Regions from separate parts of the Zea mays genome. Here regions 2 and 3 are each linked to region 1. A link is a contact called in public Hi-C data. All regions are on one chromosome and are shown on one strand. Each heading gives the region's core, a stretch centred on a gene start, on an enhancer-like site or on the middle of the called end of the contact. The rest is flanking DNA. Distances are from core to core; before and after follow the strand shown.

What was found. Hi-C and Micro-C count contacts between places; a contact is called where the count stands out from the background.
Region 2: a Hi-C map of ear shows a contact between it and region 1, with 2.5 times the contacts expected there. The contact joins the promoter of LOC103634933 here to the promoter of LOC103634935 in region 1. A contact is called at or near these places in 5 of 25 Hi-C or Micro-C datasets (ear, endosperm, leaf and 1 more).
Region 3: a contact with region 1 is called in a Hi-C map of ear, with 2.9 times the contacts expected there. The contact joins the promoter of LOC542007 here to the promoter of LOC103634935 in region 1. A contact is called at or near these places in 2 of 25 Hi-C or Micro-C datasets (ear and tassel).

The regions. Positions count from the first base shown.
Region 1 is chr8:22,771,349-22,775,678 of Zm-B73-REFERENCE-NAM-5.0, reverse strand. LOC103634935 reads right to left here and starts at 2,226. Exons shown (of 5, transcript XM_008657513.4): 1 at 1,621-2,226. The coding sequence starts at 2,073.
Region 2 is chr8:22,464,854-22,469,080 of Zm-B73-REFERENCE-NAM-5.0, reverse strand. LOC103634933 reads left to right here and starts at 2,527. Exons shown (of 5, transcript XR_557015.4): 1 at 2,527-2,909; 2 at 3,064-3,263; 3 at 3,482-3,719; 4 at 3,796-3,847; 5 at 4,036-4,227. It also overlaps a transcript of LOC100280975 not described here.
Region 3 is chr8:22,415,113-22,419,274 of Zm-B73-REFERENCE-NAM-5.0, reverse strand. LOC542007 (SSRP1 protein) reads left to right here and starts at 2,665. Exons shown (of 16, transcript NM_001347364.2): 1 at 2,665-2,865; 2 at 3,941-4,126. The coding sequence starts at 2,812.

The DNA.
Region 1 (4,330 bases), core at 977-3,476:
CTAAAAGTAGGCATATCATGATCTAACAACAATGGGTGTTACTCATAACAAAACAAGTACAGTTATCCTCCATAGAACAAGCTGACAGTTGAGGAAATCAGAGAACACAACAACAACAGAGCATTTTAGTCCCAAGCAAGTTGGGATAGGCTAGAGTTGAAACACAATGAAAACCACAAGTCAAGGTTCAGACACACGAATAACTGTTTGCCATGCACTCCTATTCAGGCTAATTTTTTTTAGTATATTACATCATTTCAAGTCTCTTTTTACTGTCTCTTCTCATGTCAACTTCGGCTTTCCCCTGCCTCTCTTCCCATTGCTATCACGCCTTAGGATTCTACTATGCACTAGCCTATCAACCGGTATTGGATAAGTTATTCTTCAATTAGTGCTACCTCTAGCCTATCAAGAAAAGGAATGCAGTGTTTTGTTCCAACACTACTGAACTGAAGTGATCTTGAATGCAGTATTTTGGAACTACACTCGCCAAGTAATATTGCACCCTGCGAAACAGCGAACGACTCAGAAAATAGGGTTTCATATTTCAATTCTAATGCTAACCACAATATCTATGATCAATAAGCACTAAAGCTACCCACTTCAAACATAGTGCACCACTCTGTCTACTAAAGCAACATTTTACAGTCTTAATTCTGAATTGATCTTGAACTAACAAGTGAACAATATGCTGCTACATTTGGTAACTTCATTCAATCCTAAATGAACTATCAAGAGCACAAGTGCTGTTAGTAGATATACTGTATCGCTACACCTCATACCTTACAAAAAAAGTAAAGAAATAAATAAAGGAGCATTGCAGAACTGTCTAAGAATCGCCTTATTTATCTGCAACGTGAGGGTTCAATCTACATCAACCTGATAAGGAGTATTAGAGTTAACTCCAACTCTCCAAGAAAAAAGAAGCAGATCTTTAAATCCTGCTATTTGATAAGAGATGCAACTTTGAACACCTTTTTTGAAACACAAATGGCAGGACCTCTGCCTTTCATTAAAGAGGGAAAAGAGTTATAGAACAAAGATCACAGATCACACATGGCAAGGTGGGTAAGTTCTTGAGTTTTGCATAGAAATTTGTGATTCCCCAATATAGTGTGTGTACCTGCACGTACATGTGGAAGGACGAAGGATTCATTCTCCTTAGTTTGGTTTACTTCTAAGTTTTAGGCAAGGTGACAGTATGAAGTTAAGTTCTATACGTGAGCACCAGCGCAACTAGGATACCTGGCATTTCATGCCCATATGTTAAAACCAAAATGGCAAAATTCTATAGGCGTCCTAGTAGGTAGTAGCCCTCATCAGGCGTGCATCATTGAAGCCAAATTGGCGTCGGAAATGCGCATTTGAAGCCCTAATCTATCCCTAGATTGCAACCTGAGCAAAGAAACAGGCGAGGAATCAACAGCAGGTAGCTTTGATTTTCATTGGTCACCCGCCACATTGCAAGCAGCAGCAACACTTGTCGTCCAAGCAGCTAGGCTGCAGCCTACGTTTAACTCGCAGACAGACACACTGAAAGAGAGAGGAAGCAAAGGCATGTAGACTGTAGAGCCCTGGGCCTGGCAGAAGCAAGCAGAAGGGTAATGCGGTGCGGCGCACCTGCTCGATGGTGAGGCACTGCGCCTCGCTGGCCCGCGCGAGGTCGTCGTACCGCGCGTGGATCCGCCGCTGCAGCACGCCCGCCACGGAGGCTAGCGGGAACTGCGGCCGGCGGGGCAGCAGCTCCTCCTTCCCCGTCGCCTTCGCGGCGGCCCCGTCCGCGCCGTCGCCACCACCACCCTCCGACGCCGCCCCCTCCTCCTGCTGCTGCCGCTTCCTCCGCGCTCTCCTCCTCCTCCGCTGGCTCTGCCGCCTCTCCCCACCGCCTCCTTCCTCCTCCTCCTCCTCCGCCTCCGCCTCCTCCGCGGCGGCCGGCTCGAGCGGCGGCGGCGGCGGGACGTGCTGCCGGGGCCTGCGGCGGCCGCGGATGCGGCGGTAGAGCGCTGCCGCGGCGAGGACGAAGTTGAGGAGGATGATCCCCGCCAGCACTAGCGTCTGCGTCGGTGCGGCCATTGGCGGCAGGCGCGCGTCATCCCCAGACGCCGGCCGGGCGTGCTGCGGTCTCCACTCGCTTCTTTTTTTTTATTTCTTGCTTCTCTTCCGCCACTTCCTTTTTTTTTGTCGCGGGAGTGCGCGCGCCGTGTGCTTGTGTGGGCAGAGGCGGACTACACACTATGGCCGCGTTTGGATCCAGCAGATTTCTAGAATCTAGACACTGCACATTATCTAAGATAGCGTTTGGTTTCAGCCTGTTAATTAATGTATAACTTTATTTAATATAGAGTCTTTTAAGGGTCTCTAATGTTCTAAGTAAAAAAAAATATTGAGACGGATACTTCGTTAAGGACCTGTCTTTTCACGAGTTTCTATATACACTGTCTTTTCACGAGTTTCCATATACATTGTCTTTTTAGTTGCATTAATGATCCAAAGTCTTAGGGTTGTACCACATAGGCCGCGTTTGGTTCCATGAAATAATGAGAATCCGGCATGAAAATTCAGAAGAGTAACCAAACCGAGTGTGTTTTATACCTTGGATATCGCGACGCAAGAGAGAATCCAGTACCTGCCCATCTAACTGGATAGTCTTGGATAACGTGAAGAGCTAGATTTTAAAAATCCGTTGAGATCCAAACGGGGCCATAATCTCTTAGTCGTCTTTTATACTTGGAAAACCGAACTGGTGTCTTAAATTGCACATGCCCTTCGGATGAAAGACTTTGTTCTAAGGAGTGTCTCCTCCGAGAAATTTTGAGGAGCCAAATTATTTCAACATTTAACTATAATTTTCTATTTTTATAACCACTTCATCTATATAGAATCAATCCAAATAACAAAAAATTGGAAGCAGACAATGGCCACCATTTGCAGCATCCACGCCTTTCCACAGGAAGAACCTATAAACTTTGTCAATTTGCTTCCTGGTCAGATGATAGGTCATCATGGAGGAGAGCACCATGGTGGTGACCAACGTGAGGCACCCTCCTCGGTTGAGGAGGCTTCCTTTCAGGCCCGCGAGTCACTTTCCAATTTTTTCCAAAGGGCTTGGAAATGATTTTTCAGAAGCCTAGTTTGGAGTTGGAGGCCAAGGTATCGGCAGGAGGAGGTCATGTGACTGCCTAGGAACGGTTGGAGGATGTCCGTCAAATCCATGTTCTCGTAGCTGATCGGGTGAAGCGAGTTTTTTCCGAAGTTTATGGTGAGACCCGTGGCGTCTTCAAAAGCATGGAGGATTTGCTTAATAGATTGAAGTTGATCCGTAGACGGGTTTACGAATATCACAGCATCGTCAACATAGAGCGAAGTTCTCAATTTTACTACAGCAAGGGAGAGGGGTGTGAGCACTCCATGTTGTGTGGCAAGGTCTAGAATCCTCTGGAGTGGATTGATGACGAGGATGAACAACATAGGAGTGAGAGGGTCTCCTTGTCATACCCCTAGCTTGTGGTCGAAGCAGCCGCTAGAGATTTGGAGTTTGCTGTACCAAAATCACGGGCCTGAAAAATCTCTAATAGGTAGTGTTAGCTACATGTCCCCTGTAATGGGCTACCTGTCTCCTGTAATGGGCCTGGCCCAGTATTGTGCTCTATTAATATACTATACCCAATCCATCCTAGGTTAGGGTTTCTCTATGTTCAATATGGTACCAGAGCTACAATAACGTTTCCTCCCTCTCCTCTCCCCTCCCAACCGCTAGCCGCCAGCCACCTCCCTCCCAGTCGCCGGCCACCCTCCCCTCGCCGGCTGGTCGCCGCCGGCTGCGCCTGTGCCCCCGCGCAAGGGCTACCCGCTGCGGCGCCACTCCTCGCTGTGCTCTACCTCTTTCGGCCAGAGCAGCAGCCGCCGCCAACACCGCACGTCTCCCCTCCCTTCCCCAGCCTCTGCCGCCGACCATCCCTGCCCCCTGCCTCTACGCCGCCCGTGCGCGCACTCCTCCCTGCCAGGCTGCACCGCCCTCTAACGGGTCTGCGCCGCCACCGGTCGTCCCTGACGTGCCCCCGCCCATGGCGAACTTCCCTGGTCGCGCCACACCACCCCAGCCGCCGCACCGCCCCACGGCAGACCTTCTCGGCGCACCTCCTGCCCCGGTCGTCCTCCCTGCCCTCGCACGTGGACGAGCCCATCCACGACCCCCTTGGTGGCCACCTCTCCTACGCCGCCATGGCCGCCCCCGACCCCCCGGCAGATCCCTCATCGCCGCTACCCCCACAGCCATTGCGCCCACACGCAGCGCCATTGTTGCAGCAACTGCTGCCGCCACTGCTGCCAC
Region 2 (4,227 bases), core at 1,278-3,777, 310 kb after region 1:
AACATGTTAGAAAACGAAGGGACTGAAGCAAATGATGCGTATACTTTTCATTCGATGGTGGTGTGTATTTATACATAGTGAAACGACAGAAAACTTGTCCGTTCGCTATGGACGGTTTCCTCGTCGTAGGAGAGAGAGAGAGGGATGCCTGTTCGGGAACAGGATTTATATTAAGGAATATTATTAACACTAATTCTATTAACTAATGACCGTCGATCTTGATTAATCTCCACCTTCGATATTAAGTGTGTTTCTTCCTCCGAATTTTTGACATGGACGAAATCTTTTTTTTCTTAACACAGGATAGCTAGCTAGAGATCATACACGTCTTCTCGGGATAGCAAACACGAATCGACTAAACGCATCATGTTGATGTTCACAATTACTACTGATCAAAGGGTTCACATGGTGATATGGGTGTGTGCGTCTTGTTATATGTCTACTCCATTATCCATGTCAGCACGTAACCTATATTTTTATAAAATCTCACTAGCTCACCATTATTTATTGCACCTAAGAACCAACCATTGCTAATCCCATACGCACGACGATTCAACGGAACGCACTGGTTGGTTGTTGCGCGTTCACCCGGACGATTTGTAGTTCGGGGTTTATATTTGTAGAAATTGGGAAAATATCTCACTCCCTTTAGGTTGGGTGGACCTTCCGCATAATTTGATTATTGAGGATGAGCGGAGAAGATTATATGATGTGGGCAACTATAAGACAGTCGAATCCTCAATTGCAGGATCAACCGTCACCCCTGAAGCACTAATAAGCTTTGAAGTCATCCTTTGATGGAGCATATTTAGGATCTGCACCATAGAAATTGTATTTTATTATTTTATGAGTTATGTGATTTTTTATTTTCTTCAAATAATGTTAGTTTTAGTTTTTATGCATTGTGTAGTTTTTATTTTTAATTTGGCCCGCATAATGTGTAATTTTCTTTACGAACTAAATGTCTTTTTGTTTGCTTATTTAAGTGTTCGATTAACTAAACTATTTTTCCATAAGAAAAACTATTGTGCAATCAAGCTTCTCAAGCCAACGTCGTGCAAAAAAATATCAAAAGTCATAAAAACTCTAAAAAATCTTTATATGCGTTTAGTATTTATTTTAACAATATACCAAATTTAAGTTTTCATTTTTATGTTAAGAGATACAAAAAGTTAAAATTCTATCATTTTTCAAATTTTCATATTGGATAGAATTTTTGTCTTGTTATATCTCTTAACTTATGATGAATTATAAATTAAAATTTAGTATATTGATAGAGTAAATAATAAATTATATCTATAATTTTTGAGATTTTTTTATAAGATGGTGTTTGGCAGAGCTCCCACAGCTTCGCTCCAAGCGAGAATCACTCTTGCCAAGCTAAATGATAAAAATCTGAGCTTCAAAGTGGAAGTGGAGTGAATCTTATCTCTACTTTGTACTAGAAAGTGTGAGAAAAAAAAAACTTACTTTCTACCACTTTCAACCTGCTCCTCACTCTTTAACCCCTCAGGAATCACTTCACAGCCTATGCCAAACGGTTTTCGTCAAATAGATTCATAGAGAACTCAGAATCACTCTATTAGAGAATCAACTCTCGGAGCTAGAGAATCATGAAGCTGAGCTCTACCAAACAAGTCCTAACTTTTGATAGTCTGACTGTATGGAAAATACACGGAAAACTTGGCTGCGCAATAGTATTTGATCTTTAGCATTTTTTAAAGTTTTACTCGGATTATCGCGCTATCTCACACAAAGTCACAAAGAGATGTGATGAGAGCTGCCGCATGATTCTCTAGCTTTGAGAGCTAATTCTTCAATAGAGATTCCAAATGATTTTCAAGTAGAAGTGAATTCAACAAAAATTGTTTGGCAAATTGTGTGTGAAGTGATTTATGAGGAGTTGTAGTGTGGGAAGCAGGTTAGGAGCAGCGGGAAGCAGGTTTTTTTAGCTCCCACTATAGTACAAAATCTATAGTACAAAATGAAGACCGGATTCACCTACTGCCACCATGGCTGCTCGGATTTATTGACCGACAAGGAAAATATTGCCTATATTTGCTGGTGCTTGCATCGTGAAATGCAATGAGCTGGTGTTTGGTTGTTGTCAACCAAGCTCTACTTGTGTGAGGTGTGTGTTTGATTACCTGCGTGCAGATATGGAGCCAGGCTCGCACGATACTCAAAGCGCCCTGGAGCAGGCTCTGCAGACGCGAGTAAATTGGTCGCATCTCTGGAGCTAGGCTCCCGTCGGTCTAGCTCATACAGGCACCGTCGGTCTAGCTCATACAAGCAGGCTACGGAGAGAAGCCAACCAAACATACCAATAGAGAATGTCCAGCTGCAGCTCGCTCATTGCAGTAAGTTCTAGAGATCATTCGGTTAGCTCGTGTGTATGTCTTAAGACCAATTTTTGTGTGAATTCAACAATACCTGTTTATTTCTATTTATTTTCTTTATTCAATGGTTTGTTCATCGATACAAAATGCCGTTGCTAGCGATTTTAGATACTCGAGTCCATTGCATGTGGAAATCTGTGCAGTGTTTATTACTCTATTAGGACTGGTTTGGCAGCCCAAAATCCGGCCGGTTTCCTGGCCTTTTCTCCTGGAAGAAAGCCCACCAGAAGATTGTCCTCGGATTATTCATGTGTGTCATTTGGCAGCCCAATCTCGTGCAGAGATTTGTCCCATTTTCCCGTCGGAAACAACCCTGGCCTTAGGAGGCCAGGCGATTCTCCGCCGCCTCGTCTCGTCTTCGCTATGCACCACGAGCGCCTCCGCCGCTCCAACGCTCCAACGCTTGAGCGCCTCCAACGCCACTCCAACGCCACGAGCGCCTCCGCCGCTCCACCGAACAACTCCAACGCCACTCCAGCTCTTGCAGCAGTAGAACTCTACTGCAGCCAGGTACGCGTGTTTCTGAGCCGGGGGCGCGGGGGTTAAGCCGGGGTCGCGGGGGTTAGCAAAGATTTCATCGATTGGTTTCTGCCGACCTGCATCTTCGTTTGATTCTGGTTTGCCTCTCTGATCCAGCTACGACACCCTGCGCCTGCCGCACTAGGTACATTTGATTCTGGTTTCTGCCGCACAAGATCCGCTACCTCTTGGACCCGGACATCTACACCGACGGCAGGATCTCCGTGCAGGGCATCGACGCCGTGCTCTTCGCGCCGGACGACGCCAAGGCCACGCAGACCGTCGACCCGAACAGGAAGCCTCCTACCATCGTCACCCACAAGAAGAAGATCAAGCTCCGGCGAGGTCAGTACCTACCTACCTTCAGATCTGGACCTGCTCCTTTGTGTCCTCCGTCGACCTGAACAGGAAGTATCCCACCACCGCATTGTCCTTTTTTCAATAATAGCACCGAAATTTACAGTTCGTAATATCTAGATTGGGGAGGTCATTACATCAAAAAAAAGATTGGGGAGGTGTGTAGATTAATTTCACAACTGATCGCTAGCATCAATCAATGCCAGTTCATCTATTGCTCAACCTCAGTATTGGCCAACGTGAAAACATGGAGGTGAAGTGAAGCAAGTGGTAGTTGAGCATATGCTGGTGGTTGGTTGTCTTCATGAACATCTCTTTGATGGCTGATACCATTCCTGGGACTGCAAGCCAACACTGTCCTTTAACCCATGACCCATGAGCAACAATTTCTTCTTAACAACAGAGCATGATGTTAGAGAAATTTGGCTTCAAGCGCAAAATTAGGTATGCCATAACTTGAATCTACTAAGCATGCAATATTGTAGACTACAAGCATATAATATCATTTTTATAAATGTAGGTTGCTTCGTGGGAGTGATGCATGGCCTGAACAAATGATATGAGCAAATTTGGTATGTTCTTTCAAGCATCTTTATTTCAAATTTTACTTTAAATTACAATCTTCTCACCTAGAGCTAGTTGGCAATGGCTATATTTTTCTGCTGAGATCATTTAAGCTCTACACTTTGAGATATTCTAGATACTATAGTTGTTATTTGTTCCCTTGTACTAATCCTAGTTACATGTTATCTTTTTTCAGACAACTGCAGTTCTGTTATGGTGAATGGTGATTGTAGTTCAGTTTCAGCTCTAACCTATGAAAAATTGAATGGCAGTTGCACTAATCTGTTGGTGGAATGATTTTCCCAGTAATTTCCTGGACAAGCAGATCACTGAGAACCATCTACCTTATGAGAAATGATGCCTTGTATGGTTCAGTATAGTTCTTGTA
Region 3 (4,162 bases), core at 1,416-3,915, 360 kb after region 1:
ACAAAATTTATGTATGGCTAGGATCACAAATACATTATGAAATATTTTCTTATAACAATATAAGACACATTTTGTATATAAGTTATCATGGTATTATATGTTCCCGTTGCAACGCACGAGTACTGACCTAGTATATAGAAGAATCTCTTAGAAGAATGTATTTAGATATGAATATGAATATTAAATATGAATAAGGTATATAGGAGTGAGATTCATCGATTAAGCACGCTAGGCAAGCGTGCACGCCTCACTTATTGGGCTAGTTTGAATTCTCATTTTTTTTTCTTAGGATCTCTCTATTTTCCTAACATGAAAATCTCTGCGAGTATGATTTGAATGAGATATTTAGGGTGTGTTTGGTTTGAGGAATCACTACATCCTAAATGTGGTGGTGCATCATGAGTCCATTCCTCAAATTTGGTGGGATGACCTCATTCTTCATATTAGTACTAACTAAATAACTATAAGGAATGAGGTGATGATGGATCAACTCAATCCATTCCACAAACCAAACAAAAAAAGTGAGGAGTGTGAAGACGATGGACTAGCTCATTCCTCAAACCAAACAGCTTATTAATTATTTGTAGAAGGAAAATCTCTGCGAGTATGATTTGAATGAGATATTTAATTATTTGTGGAATGATTCCCTCCATGGGTTTATCGTCTGTCCGGGTGTAGGGATGGTAATTTAACTTGTAAACCTGAAACCCGACAGTGTGAATACGAGTGAAGATTTTGACCCACGAGTGTGACCCATATTCAACACGATGTTTTGCAGGTATAGGAGCGAGTTTCTATTTCACCCGTGGGTGGTCTATACCCGACCCAAAATTTATTCCATTATTTATTTTACACATAAACGACTAAGATACAATTGTAATTATTTTGAATAAATAACTCGGCTAATGATTTATAAAATGTTTTGTTGCTACGTAAGGTGAGAAGTTTTAAAATTCATATATATATATATAACTTAATTATTAATGGTAATTAATTATTTATAGCTAAATTATTGTTTATAAGTGTTTAATGAGTAAAAACTCATTGGTGATCTGAAACACACTCGAAAAGCCGACATGTTCAGATATAAGTATGGAATGATATTCGTGAGTGCGGTCATGAATAGTGCTGCGAATATGGGTTGGGATTTTTAGGCCAGCACGAGCACGGCCTGAAAATAGAAGCCCAAAGCATGGTTCGACACGAAATAATATGGGTCGGGCTAGCACGGCCCGAAGGCGGACCTGGACCGGGCCTCAAATTCCGGCCCGTCAGGCCCCCGACACGACCCAATTAAGCCCAATCTGTCTAATTTCTTTAATTTAATAAGATATCGAATTTATATTGTTGCTATATTGGGAGTTTATGTGGTTAAATGATGCTAGAATTGTTTAATATCTTTAATTTAGTAAGTTGTGGACTTTATATGCTTGTAATATTTTATTTTTATGTGGTCAAATATACAGGTCGGGCTTGGACCGGTACGGCCCAACGAAGGCACGACGTGGTTTAGGGCCGGGCTGGGCTGGGCCACTGTTTTTATAATTCAGGCTAACACGGCACGACCCTAAAGTTTTTGGGCTTTTCGGGCCCGAGCCTGTTTGGCACGAAGCACAATGGGCTTGGGCCGGGCCGGTCCAATTCCCAGCACTAGTCATGAACGAGCCTTTGTACCCGACTTCGGGCCGCTCGGCCCGACCCAAAAAGGCCCGACACGTTTAATTTCGGGCCGGCCCGACCCAGTATTAATTTCGGGCCGTGTCGTGCCGGCCCACGGGCCGACCCCTCGACCCACGACCTGACCTGTATTAAGCTAAACGTGCCGGGCTTTAAACGGGCGGCCCGAAAATAGTAAAGGCCCGAAATACAAAAATAGCCCGAAATACACATTTGGATCCGAAATAAAAAAATCGAGCCCAGAATACAGGGGCGCGCGCAGGCTCCGCCGCTCCGGTCGCGCTCGGGCAGTCGCGCAGGGGCGGCTCCGGTCTCCGGACGGCGGTCGCGCGCAGGGGCGGCTCCGCGGCAGGGGCGGCTCTGCGGTAGGTGCGCACGGTCGCGCTCGGCTCCACGGCAGGGGCGGCTCTGCGGCCGGCCGGGCAGGTCGCGCTCTGGTCGCCGAGTCGCTTGCAGTTCGTCGGCCGGGAGTGAGAGAGACAGGAGGGAGAGACGGCGGCCGCCTGCCGGACACGGAGAGACAAAGACGGACTTCGAGAGATTTAGGGTTTCTACTTACTGGGCGGCTGGGCGCAAGACATAAACGGATAAATGGGCCTCGCCTTCGCTGTCCCATGCGTGACAAGGACTATGCGGGCGTGAAATTATTTTGGGCCTTTTCGTGCCTGTTACCGGGCCATTTCGGGTCTGCTTAAACGGGCCGGGCTCGTGCCCGCCCGTGGGTCTCGGCCTCGGCCCAAACACGGCCCGATGCATCGTGCTGAGTTTGGGCCGAGCTTTTTTTTTTCGTGCTTCGTGCCCGCCCATTAAGCCCGGCCTAAATGTACACATATACATAAACCCGATCCAATCCGTTGTCATCTTAGCTCGGCGGGGACGCCGTGCGTACTGGGCGGCTTTTGACAGTGACAGATGGGACCCACACGTCGGTGAGATGGCGACCAATTTCGCTGTGGCTCTATATGACAAAAACCCTCGCTGCGCCGCGCGCTCCCCTCTACCGCCTCCGCACCGCAGAGCCGCAGCCAAGCAAGCTGCGCCCCTGGACTTGGCCTCACCGGTGAAGCGGAGCTTGAGGATAGGCGGTGCTCGGGAGATACCAAGCGGTCGGCCGCAGGCGCCACGTCGGCGGAGATGACGGACGGTCACCACTTCAACAACATCCTCCTCGGAGGGCGCGGCGGCACAGTAAGCTCATCAGCCGCCGTCGCTTGGTCGATTCTAGTTTTTTTTTTCTTTACAAAATAGGATATAGCAGATGACATCTTGGCTGGCGAACTTCTAATAAGCTAGCGATTTTAACTGGTTAGCCCATTTATTCCCGACGATTTGCTGCGTCCGACTATTGGTCGGCTTTTAGGGTTTGCGTTGCATTTCAGGCCAAATTTTGCTTGCTTTTGTTTTCCTGATCCATTTGGTTGGCTCAGGTGCTTGGTTGGGGCATTTTTCTCACCCTGGCTTGTTGGATTTCGCTGTTGTGGCTTGGGTTTGGCTAATTTGCGGCGAAACCCTAGATTCTATGGTGGGTTGGGGGGTTAGAGTTTTTTCTAGGCCTGACAGCTGCAGAATACAAGGACGTCTACATCTACTGGGTAGGAAATTGCAAATCTCTTCTCTGGTTTTGAAGCTTACAAGAAGAATATAATACATTACAACAGGATGCCTTTGTAGCCCCTTCTCTGTACGGCAGGGAAAAAAGCACTCTTTGTGCCTATCAAATTATTGTGTTTCCATTGATGCAGAATTAACATTCGCCATGTTATCGATATATTTTTTGCGTGCTTACCTTGATATATAAAACAATGCTGGCCCTAATCTAGATCCTATAAGACATGGAACACTCTCACAACTCATGCATTGAAAGATGATCTAGTAATAATTTTATCTGACGCCTGACCATCTTTGTTATACCTATACTTATGAATCCTGAGACTAAATGTTATGCATCCCTTACATTTAAGATCTATTACTGTTTCTGCCCCTGTGTTTGGCTGTTTGCTGCTCTTGAATGGTATAGGATTCATTACTTTTTATGAACTTCTAAAATGTTGACTAGGGATGCAAGTGGGTAACTAATGGTGTTTTCAGGTCAGCTAACTAATTACTGTCAAATGCCATTCTATTTCATTTTTTCACTCCCTCAAACTATGGAAATTCCATTCTAGTTCATTGATCAATTTTTTGGTTCGACCCGATGACCCAAAATAGTTTAAACTTGCATCCCTGATATTGGCATACTGTCATGAACCTTGCACCTATGCAGAACCCTGGTCAGTTTAAAGTGCATTCTGGTGGACTTGCATGGAAGAGACAAGGTGGAGGAAAGACCATTGAGATCGACAAAGCTGATGTAACTGCAGTTACTTGGATGAAAGTCCCCAGAGCATATCAGCTTGGAGTCAGGATTAAGGCTGGCCTGTTCTACAGATTTATTGGCTTCCGTGAACAGGTTTCGTCGTCCCCCCTCCTCCTCCTAATATTATGT